Regions from separate parts of the Mus musculus genome. Here all the other regions are linked to region 1. A link is a contact called in public HiChIP or PLAC-seq data. All regions are on one chromosome and are shown on one strand. The core of a region is the stretch at or near the end of the contact, and the rest is flanking DNA. Distances in the headings are between cores, read along the strand shown.

Evidence for each region. HiChIP or PLAC-seq counts read pairs in DNA pulled down with a chosen protein or histone mark.
Region 2: an H3K27ac HiChIP or PLAC-seq map of embryonic stem cells shows a contact between it and region 1, with 2.1 times the contacts expected there. The contact joins two enhancer-like sites. A contact is called at or near these places in 2 of 115 datasets of contacts at active chromatin or transcription factors (embryonic stem cells and trophoblast stem cells).
Region 3: an H3K27ac HiChIP or PLAC-seq map of embryonic stem cells shows a contact between it and region 1, with 4 times the contacts expected there. The contact joins two enhancer-like sites. A contact is called at or near these places in 2 of 115 datasets of contacts at active chromatin or transcription factors (both in embryonic stem cells) and 1 of 9 other capture datasets (liver).

What each region holds. Positions count from the first base shown.
Region 1 is chr7:35,387,185-35,390,582 of GRCm38.p6, reverse strand. The region is part of intron 14 of Rhpn2 (rhophilin, Rho GTPase binding protein 2); the gene reads right to left. Among named protein-coding and RNA genes, the nearest start is that of Faap24, 7.9 kb to the left of the region's middle. Within about 2 kb of position 1,637, at least 13 of the 459 cell types and tissues checked have an H3K27ac peak or open chromatin away from gene starts, as enhancers often do. A contact at or near this core is called in embryonic stem cells, where this site is marked.
Region 2 is chr7:34,719,185-34,722,582 of GRCm38.p6, reverse strand. All of the region lies in intron 2 of Chst8 (carbohydrate sulfotransferase 8), which reads left to right. Among named protein-coding and RNA genes, the nearest start is that of Gm12781, 61 kb to the right of the region's middle. Within about 2 kb of position 1,577, at least 73 of the 459 cell types and tissues checked have an H3K27ac peak or open chromatin away from gene starts, as enhancers often do. A contact at or near this core is called in embryonic stem cells, where this site is marked.
Region 3 is chr7:34,797,308-34,800,705 of GRCm38.p6, reverse strand. All of the region lies in intron 1 of Chst8 (carbohydrate sulfotransferase 8), which reads left to right. Among named protein-coding and RNA genes, the nearest start is that of Gm38987, 14 kb to the left of the region's middle. Within about 2 kb of position 1,850, at least 23 of the 459 cell types and tissues checked have an H3K27ac peak or open chromatin away from gene starts, as enhancers often do. A contact at or near this core is called in embryonic stem cells, where this site is marked.

The DNA.
Region 1 (3,398 bases), core at 388-2,887:
AGATGTTGTACTAAGAACCTAAAAGTTGGAGGCTCACACTGTACACGGACGGCATCCTTTCTGAAGGAAGGGTGACAGAGGGTCATCGAGATGGCCCAGTGGGTAAAGATGCTTGCTACAAAGCCTGGTGACCTGAATCCCAGCCTCTGAACCTACCTGATAGAAAGTCATCCTGTGACCTCTGCATGCACACTACAGTACATTCATACACACACACACACACACACACACACACACACACACACCAGGTTGATAGAAATCTAAACCTTGGATGGCTTAAAGAATTATGCCCTGAAAAGCCAGGTCAGAAGAAGTGGCTCAGTAGGTAAAGCATCCATGTGTGGAAGGAGAGAACTGACTCCTACACGTTGTCTCCTGACCACAGAACACACGCCCAGCAAATCAAACTCAGAACTCTGAAAAGCAGGCAGGGGCAGCGTGTGCCACACATCTCACTCCGGATGCCAAGGGAGGGGGGATCGAAGAGCTGTTTGATTTTTAAGACAGGGAACCATAAAGGAAGGTGATTCCCTTTGTGTGCTAGCTGCTTTTATGTCAACTTGACCTAGGCTAGAGCCTTTAGAGAAGAGGGAACCTCCGTTTGAGAAAATAACCTCGTATGTCAACTTGGCCTAGGCTAGAGCCTTTAGAGAAGAGGGAACCTCCGTTTGAGAAAATAACCTCGTAAGATCGGGCGTAGGCAAGCCTACAGGGCATTGATGGGGAAGAGCCCAGCCCAGGGTGGGTGGTGCAATCCCTGGTCTGATGGTCCTGAGGTCTATAAGAAAGCAGGCTGAGAAGGCCAAGGGGAGCAAGCCAGTAAGCAGCGCCCCTCCGTGGCCTCTGCATCAGCTCTTGCCTTCAGGGTCCTGCCCTGTCTAAGTTCCTCCTGTCTTGACTTCCTTTGATGATAAACAGAGCTGTGGACCAAATCAAGCCTTCCCTCCCCAGGTTTCTTTGGTCCTGGCATTTGAGTTGCATCTCCTTTGCCCTCAAAGCTTTTGATGATGAACTGTAATATGGAAGTGTGGACCAAATGAATCCCTTCCTATCCAAGTTGCTTTTTGGTCCTGGTGTTTTATTTCAGCCATAGTAACCTTAGCTAGGACACCTTAGAATCTGGTAATTTTGGGTCAAGACTCCCTTTCAGAGACTCCAACAGGGGCATGCGATCATGAAAAACAATAAAACCAAATTCTCGAGCCAGATCCCAGGACTCTGAGCATCTCCGACCCTCCACCTGCTTTGAGTCTGCCTTCTACCATGATAATGGCTTCCTCACAAACACTGTCAGTTTTTTTCCTCCCTCCTCTGGCAGGATGTCAGCTCCAGTTCCACCGCACGCACGCCACCCTGCCTCCCCTACCACCATCCTTCAAACAGCTTGTTTACAGCTTGAGGCTATTTCCCAAACTGACAGGCTCCCCTGACCCCCTGGCTCTGCATGACCTTTGACCTGGCACGCCAGTCTTCCCCTGGTCCCACCAGTCCTTTTGGTCCTGGATGGTTCTTATAATCCTCTCTGCTCACCTCCAACTATTCAACACATATTCCACCAGAGAGCCTTGCCCTATGAGCAATAGCCATGGCCTCAAAGAATAGGCCCCCACGCTGCCTGGATTCCACGCCCCCTCCTCCAGGTACCAGCCCACACCCTGCATTCCTGCCTCACAGCCATTCTCAGCAGACGTGGCTCGCTCTGCTATCCATGCATGTCCACACGCACACACCCACACATTCTTTGAGAAGTTTCAATGACCCTCTCCCCTCCCAGGACCACTCCAGGGTCTGCCCCCTTCCTGGGTCTTCCCTTCCCTCCCTCTACTGCTGCTTCTGTTGTTTGTACATGGCGGGCTCCCTGCCTTAGTCCCCAAGCCTTCCTGCCCCCTGCCCGAGACTTTCAGGGCACTTTCTGGAAACCGTGGTCTAACTGAAAACCTACTGCCAAAGACACCGAGGCCCAGAAAGGGTATTAACCAGCTGATGCCGCGCAGCTTGTTGACAGTCGGGGCCTGATTCCAGCTCTACATGCCAAAGCATGGATTCTTTCCACGGTGTTAGTAGTCTCCAAATGTGCTCTAGGGAGGAGTAGGATTCCCACCATTCAAAACAAAGAGTAGCAGGTAAATGATCCGGGTGGAAACAGCCCTTCGCTTGTTCTCACCGCTTTGATGTTTTTCCATCACTGGGAAGGAACGGAGGACATGCTAAGCAAGCGTTATATTCTGAGCCACACGTCCAGCACTCGCCATTTAGGTTCATTTTGCAGGAGAGTCGTTCAGGAGCTGGAGAGAAGGCTCAGTGGCTAAGAGCACCTGCTGCTCTCCCAGAGGACCCGAGCTCAGTTCCCAGCACCCGCGTCAGAAGGCACACAACCAGCTGTAACTCCAGCTGCAACAGACCTGCCACTTCTGGCACCTAGCACCTGCACTCGCTCACGCATGCATACATACCCACAGTCAGACACACACCTACCTGTAGTTAGAATTAATAATCAGAAACCTTTTAAAAGCAAACAGTGGCCAAGTGTCATTATCTGAAGTCTTCATTGGCTACAAAGAATGATCATAACAATCCTGGGTATAGAGCTAGTGAGATGGCTCAGTGTTAAGAATGGCTCCTCTTCCGGAGGTCCTGAGTTCAATTCCCAGCAACCACATGGTGGCTCCCAACCATCTATAAAGGATCTGACACCATCTGTACCATCTGGCATGTAGGTGTGCGTGCAGACTGAGCACTCCTATATGTAAAAAGTACATAAATAAATATTAGAAAAATCATCGGTGTCATTATCACACCTATTACATAAACAAATGGCTCTGTGTCCTGTTGTATGGGCTTTCCCTACACCAACTCATCATGGCCCACTAAGACCCTAGGATACAGTTCCTATCTCCCCACTATCTTGAGCTTCAGAGCTATTCTTGAACTCACCCAAGGTCCAAGATTGGTTAAGGCCAGAATTCAAATCCAGCCAGACTGTGTGCTGAGCAACTTTTAAAACCATGCCCTGTTGGCCTGGCTCAAAAGCAGGGCAGCAGGAGTGAGAAATAAACCTTTTAATCAGTCATGGGGGCACAGCAAGCTCTGGAGTGCAGACTCCTGACAGCGTTCAAGACCACGCACAGCAGTCTGCTTAACCTCTTCTCAGACAAACGTCTGTTCCTGGCCGTCACTTGTTTGCCTGTCCGGGAACACCATGGATTTTGGGTATGTGTTCGCAGCCCACAGCGTTCTCCGTGGTTTCCTAGTGTTCTGTGAGTGTAACCTTCCTCGTCTTCTTGTCTTTCTTTATTTTTGGCTCTTTCAAGGCTGCCCTCACTTTGGGAGGCTATGGAAACTTTGTTACTGTTGCCTAGCAGGCAGAAACTGATGTTCCCAGGTGAGCCTTGAAGGTC
Region 2 (3,398 bases), core at 328-2,827, 670 kb after region 1:
CTACACACCCAGGCCAACCCCCAGCTCTTAAATCCCTGCTGGATCCCGTGGGGCCTGGGACACTTAGTGGGGAGAGACAGCACCTCCCGATCTGGGCCTGAACACCTCTCTGGGGTTCCCGAATGCCAAGTGCACCCTGCCCTCAGTTCTGGCTCTGCGGGCTACCTGCTCGTCTAGACTTCAGCTGGGGGTTGGAGGGGAGTCTAATTACCCAGGTTCCACTGCTTCCCTTCCCTCCCCAGCCTCAAGTTTCCAAGATGTACCCAGTCTCCCCTCACCAGTCCCACCAATGACATCATAGGTGTGGCTTTCTACAGTGAGACGCCAGTGTCTGCCACCTCCCAAATGAAATGTGTTTTCCAAACTGTGGCTGACATTGATAAATGTTTTTAAAAGTCGTTTACACTTCCCCTGATATAAGGCGGATTCCTTTTGTCAGCTGGGAGAAGGTCAGGTGGGAAACCCTTGACATACTACAGAACTGTCCTCAGGCCAGAGCGGATGGCCAGGCTGGGGTTGAATCTTGCCCATTAGTCACCTGTCTGTAAGGCACAGGGCACCCGTGAGACAACAGGAACTGGCTGTGTGGCTAAAGCAAGATCACATATGTTGGTTCTCACTCAGGCTTCCCTGTGTCTCTCCTTTCCGAGGCCTTAGTGCCCTTTCAAGGAAAGTGTGCATTGTGTCCAAGGATCCGCCCCCCACTTGAGGCTCCTGCTTCTGTGGCTGGAGCTCCCTGGCTATTGTTCTCTGGGGAAATGAGTGAGATAGGAGTGCTTTTGAAAGAGCCTTACAGCCAGGCGTGGTGGCGCATGCTTGACATTCCAGTACTCCAGAGGCTGGGCATGGAGGATGGAGAGGCTGGCCTAAGCTACATAACAAGTTCAAAGCCTGCCCCAGCTGTCCCCCCCAGAAATGAAAGATTGTGTAAGTGTGTGTGTGTGTGTGTGTGTGTGTGTGTGTGTGTGTGTGTGTACACTGGGGAGAGAGAGGGAGAGAGAGAGAGGTGGGGGAGGAGGGAGAGGAAAAGAGAGGGAGAGAATGTTCCCTGTATTGGATGACAATCCCAGGAATGTGACAGGATTCCAGGAGACAGGACTGGGGGAGGGGGTCACCTGGAGACACTGGACTAGCCTTAGGGCTGCACTTTGTACTTGCCTCCAGAGGCTGGGGAGGAAGGAAGGTAGAGGACCGCAAGGTGCCCAGCCCCAGGTTTGTCAAGCAGTCAGGAGCTGAGGAGCCTTGTTCAGCAGAATGGGCAAGGGTGAACAAGCCTCATATGGCAAGGATGGGGCTGGAGCCACTTGCTGTGGCTACCAAAGGAAAAACTGCAGCAAGCCTGGGTTTCACACTCCGTGGAGGACATCATGTGACAGTCACTGTGTATCAGACTCCTGCGTGCTGCTCCAGTCAAAGAAAGGAGATGTTCTGCCTTGTGACAGTGCCACCATTGATGGCCACACATCATCTCGTTGGCTGCTGTTTAAGATGGGAGGTCTCAGGCCACAAAGGAGACTCCTGGCTCAGCTCCCCCTGACAGCCATTCTTATTGTGAGTGATTCTGTTTTCACTGTGGCAGCTGGCTCTAGGAAAGGCCTGGCAGCCCCTGCTGTGAAGCCCTGAAACTCCACAGCCAGACCCTCCGTACTAGAGAGCTCCTGTCCATCAGAAGAGGCAGAGGGGCACAGGAAGTTCCTAATGCCTGGGGGAGGAACTAAAAGGACCATCTGGGCCTGATCATGCACACACTACCTATCCTTGTGTATACAGACTCATGCCATATATTCATATACCACACACATACATATACAGCACATACATACATACCACCCATATACACACAATCCACATACACCACACACATGCACCATTCACTACATACATACACATATATATCATTAGAAGCTGCACAAATACTCCATACATATAGCACCTATCCACAATAAACACATATATACATGCACGCCACATACATGTACATACCACCTGCATACAATGAACACATAGACACCACACACCATTCATTCCCACAAATACACATATACTACCTATTGCAACATACACACATATGTACATATCATCCATACACAGCACATACAATTTATGCACAGAGCACACATCATATCATACATGTGTCACCCATACACACTCAGGTATATGCCATGATGTATACCATATGTGTATACATCTACACACATATATACATACCTAACACACCATATCTGTACAAAAAAATACATGTATAGACAAATCACATACACTTTCTGTTGGCTTCTTTTGACTTGCAGAAATTACCCAGTCAAAGTGTTCATGGCAAAGCCAGAAAGAAACAGAGGCAGGAACAAATCAGACAGAGGCAAGCAGTGATGGGGCACCAGGCCTCTCTGCCTTACCCCTCAGCTCATTCCCTACAGTGGTAGAGAGCAGAATCAAGGAACTGGGGCTGGCATCTGAGAGGCATCTCCTCCACAGTGGTCATGTCCATCATGGCCCAGATCAGAGTGGCTGCTGTCACTGGCCCATCTGGGAGCCATCGAGGACTGGTGCCCTGGCTCTCTCACCCTGGATGGGCATGGTCTGATCAGAGACACTTGCTGCACCTGTAGCCATCCCCAGGTTCAATGCAAGTTGATCCTTGAGCCACATATTCACAAAGAAAAGCATTGTGGGACATGGCAGGGCTCAGTGGAAAGGCTGCCAGTCTCTGGACACCCTTTCTGAGTTTGGGCCTGTTCTAACGTTCATACAGTGATATGTCCAGTGGTGTATTTGCCTTCAGGCCAGCAGAGGGCGCCCTGAGCCAGCTCATGACACTTTTGTTGCCCTGGCCTCTGATGGTTCTTGGGACAGGACCCAGGTCTCTTCTGTCTTTCTACTCCAAGCTTCCTTCGTATCATATGCCGGGTGTTTGTTGAATGGACAGAGGAATGGTGGACAAATAGACAGAAGGACAGTGGGTAAGTTAGCAGATGGAACGGTGGGTGGATGGATGGATAGATGGATAGGTGGGTGGATGATGGGATGGATGGATGGATGGATGGATGGATGGATGGATGGATGGATAGATGGATGGGTGGGTGGGTAGCAGATAGATGGATGGATGATGGGTAGGTGGATGGATGGATGGATGGATGGGTAGTATAAGGAATGAATAAGGGAAGTTCTGTGGTCACTTATTAGACTTAAGCCATTATCCTTCGTATGGACCAATTTCTCCTGGGAATCAGGTGGGGAGCTTAGCGCCTCCAAATCTGATGGTTTCCTGAGGCTCTTACCCTAGCACCCCTGGGGGCTTGTCACCAGGTTTTCTGTGCCTCTGCCCTTCTCATCATCTTATTCCCTCATGTTACCCCTCCCCCTTCAACAAGGCCTGGGAATTTATGATTGCTAACATGGTC
Region 3 (3,398 bases), core at 601-3,100, 590 kb after region 1:
AAGCAGTTTGAGGAAAACAACACCTTTTTTTTTCTTTCTGGCTGGAAGGCAGATTAGAAAGGTTTATGCTCCTCTGTGATAACTAATATGAAAGGTTTATCAACGTTTTTTAAAAAAAAAAGCCTGACATTTTTTGCGAAATTGATTTGAAGACTTGGCAGGTTTGAGGAATCATTCAGTAACGTTTTTACGGGTCGATGCTAATTTGATGCTGCCGACCGGCACGACGCGCCAATTTACTGCCAGACCAGCATTAAGCACGGACCTTCCATGCGAGTTTTATAGGCGGACAGCTCATAAAGATGTGTGCTTGACAAGTATTCTGCCTCTCTTAGGATGTAGAGTATGAAGTGTTTATCAAAAACCACCTAAATCGACCCTGCTTCGGACTCATAAACAATCTGGGGACTTCAGCCCCATACTTCACTCAGTATTTCATGTCTCACCAATCCAGATCCTGGTGTGTGTGTGCTGGGAGCCTTTGTCTCCAGAAGCCACTTCCAGACACATGACAAACTCTGGGGGGAGGGGCCTCCAGTGTTCTGAAGGATTGCTTTGGAAATGGTCTCCTGGGCACAACCACTCCTAGCCACACAGCCGCTCAGGCAGGGTTGTGGGAGCTCAGGACAGTCTCCCGGGGAGGGCTGAAAGGTGTCCCTCTTAGACAGCTCCATGGCTCCAAAGGTTCCCTGAAAGAAATCAGAGGTTATCAGGTATGTTGGAACAAGCCTGCAATCCTAGCATTTGAGATGCTGAGGCAGGAGGATTGCTAGTCTGATGCCAGCCTGGAAGAGAAAAAACAGGACGGGGAGGGAGAGGGGTTAGGAGAGGAGGGGGATGAAGGAAGGGGGGAAGGAAGGAAGGAAGGAAGGAAGGAAGGAAGGAAGGAGGGAGGGAGGGGGAGGGAGAGAGAGAAAGAGTGAGGAAGAGAGAGAGGAGAGCTCAGAGGCTACGCGGGAATGAAGTCTTTGGCCTCAGGGTTATACATTTTTGCTTTCATCCCTGGGATGGATTCTCTCTCTCTCTCTCTCTCTCTCTCTCTCTCTCTCTCTGACTGTCTGAGCCACACCCACTAAGGCCCTCCTCTGGTTTGCTCTGAACACCAGAAAGTGTTTAACAATAAAACTCCTCTCCTTTGATCCCAGACTCCAGAGACAGAGGCAGGTGGATCTTTGTGAGTTTTTGGCCAGCCGGGTTTATATAGCAAGTTCCAGGCAAGTTAAGGATATGTTGAGAGACCTTATCTTAAAAACAAACAAACAAACAAACAAACAAACAAACAACTGACCAGCAAAAGCAAACCTATCTTTTACCAATGAAAACCCCTCCCAATACTTCCCACTGAGCCGGTTGCACACTTACTCTGCTTTCTCCCCTTTCTGGATCGTCTGGCCCCACCCCAGTGCTAATTGCCTGGGCTTAAAAGGAGCAGATTGCAGGAGGAGGGTGGGGGAGCTTATAGACCTCCATCAGCAGAAAGCCCCCTGGGCTTCTGGCAGGGGAAATCTGATCTTGGGCAAATGTCAAGGAGTCTTTTTGAAATCTGTGTTATGATATCAGCTTACTGAAGGCATAGGACTTCATCTGGATTTCATAAATATTGTATGGGCCACCCTTATCTCCACGTTGGCCAGCCTGAGAACACTACAGCAACCGGCCTTTTCTAGACACACACACACACACACACACACACACACACCCCTCCCCATTGCCTTCACCATCAATTGCAGAGTTGTCATGTAAAGCCAATTGGTGATATTTCAATCACAATGTCCCTGTAACAAATTTCATTCAAATTCCCGGGAAGAGAGTTAAGGCTTCGTCTTGCTGCGGGGAGAATGGCAGGCTAAATGTAGCTTCCTGGGGCCCTGGCAGCCATCCAGCGCTTTGTAATTTATACTTCTCCTTCCTGGCTCTCCAAGTGACCTTGGAACCTCAGTGCTGCTAGATTTCTTAGGTTCACCCGGGGTGCTCTCCACCCCCCCCCCAGGCAAGCTCTTCCAGACCCACCCATCCTGTGGGAGTTTGGAGGAGGCACCCCAAAAGCACATGGCTGGTGATGGGAAGATTGCTTGTTGCTGCTGACCTTTTTCTGCTAAAATTGATGTCAGCTGTGAAAGCACCAAACACACTGCTGGAAGGTGGCTTGCAGGTGACAGGAGTCTCTCTCCAAGCCCCACAGCCAGCAGGTAAACCTGGAAGGACGAGGTGGGGGAGGGGTGGCGTGCAGTTACACTCATCTGCAGCTATTTTGGTTGAAGAATAAACGAAGTGACACCCCCCCCCCCGCCCCAAACTGCTGCCAGTACAGGATCTAGCATGGGGGTGGCGTGTAAGAAAGATTAATGTACAGTTAAAACCTGTGTATGGGCAAGATTACAGGGCGACGCTATCGAATGCAAACACTGCAGCCGTCTAATTAAGGGGAGTTACAGGCTTCCTAGGATGTGTTTGCTGAAGGGAGTACTGGGGGAGGGGGCCTGTCTGTGGCGCGTATTGGTGCAGACTTGCCCCTGGCATATCGTGGGAGGCCACGTGGAGGGGTATGTAAGAGTCAGGAATTAGCCTGCCCGTCTCTGGTCTCCAAGCATCTAGCTCTTTCTCCAAACCACTCTGATCTCTGTCCCCCTCCTCACCTTTGCCTCCAAGACAGTGAGAACCCTTGACTATCTTTTTTTTTTTTTAACTGTTTTTAATTTCTCCTGCTTTGTCAGCTTTTTAAGAGATATGTTACATTATGTGGAAATTGGATGCTAACAAGATTTGTATGAATAAATTAGACTCTTAACTTTTTATGTTATTACAAAATTGAAATGGACTCTAATGACAGTCAGAATTAATGTTCTGTTTCAAATAAATGCTGGGGGTGTGACTGCATCTTCATTGTGGTCCTCCGGAGCCCTGCCTACATGGCTTTGCCTGAGAAGCCACCTCTGCCTTTCTCCTGGGAGATGGGGAGTGGGGGGGGTGGGGGTGGAGGGAGAAGATCTTGCTGTTACCTATGGAGTTCCCTGCCCATCCAAGGGTTGGGAACATGCGTTCTGTTTATATCTTTAGGTCCAGGTTTCCTAGGGGCTACTGGGAATTTCTGCTACTGGGGCTCCTAGTGGGATCTGTAGAGAGAGTTGCCCTGGGCCTTGAGTCATACCCTCACCTGTATGCAGGGGCCGGCTTTGTAGGCAGACACACCTTCCAGCCACCAATTGTAAGGTCTTGAGTAGGCTCACACTTCAGTCCAGAGCCCTCTCCTCAAGGCCCTCAACCAACCGTCTTAAGGTTTCCAGGGAATGCAGTCTTGATGTTGGAAACTTAGGGGGTTTTCTATCCTTAAACCACTTGTGTGGCAGCTAAGTCCTCCTTGGCTGAGGTCAGCGTCCCTGGGGATCTATCCTGACTTA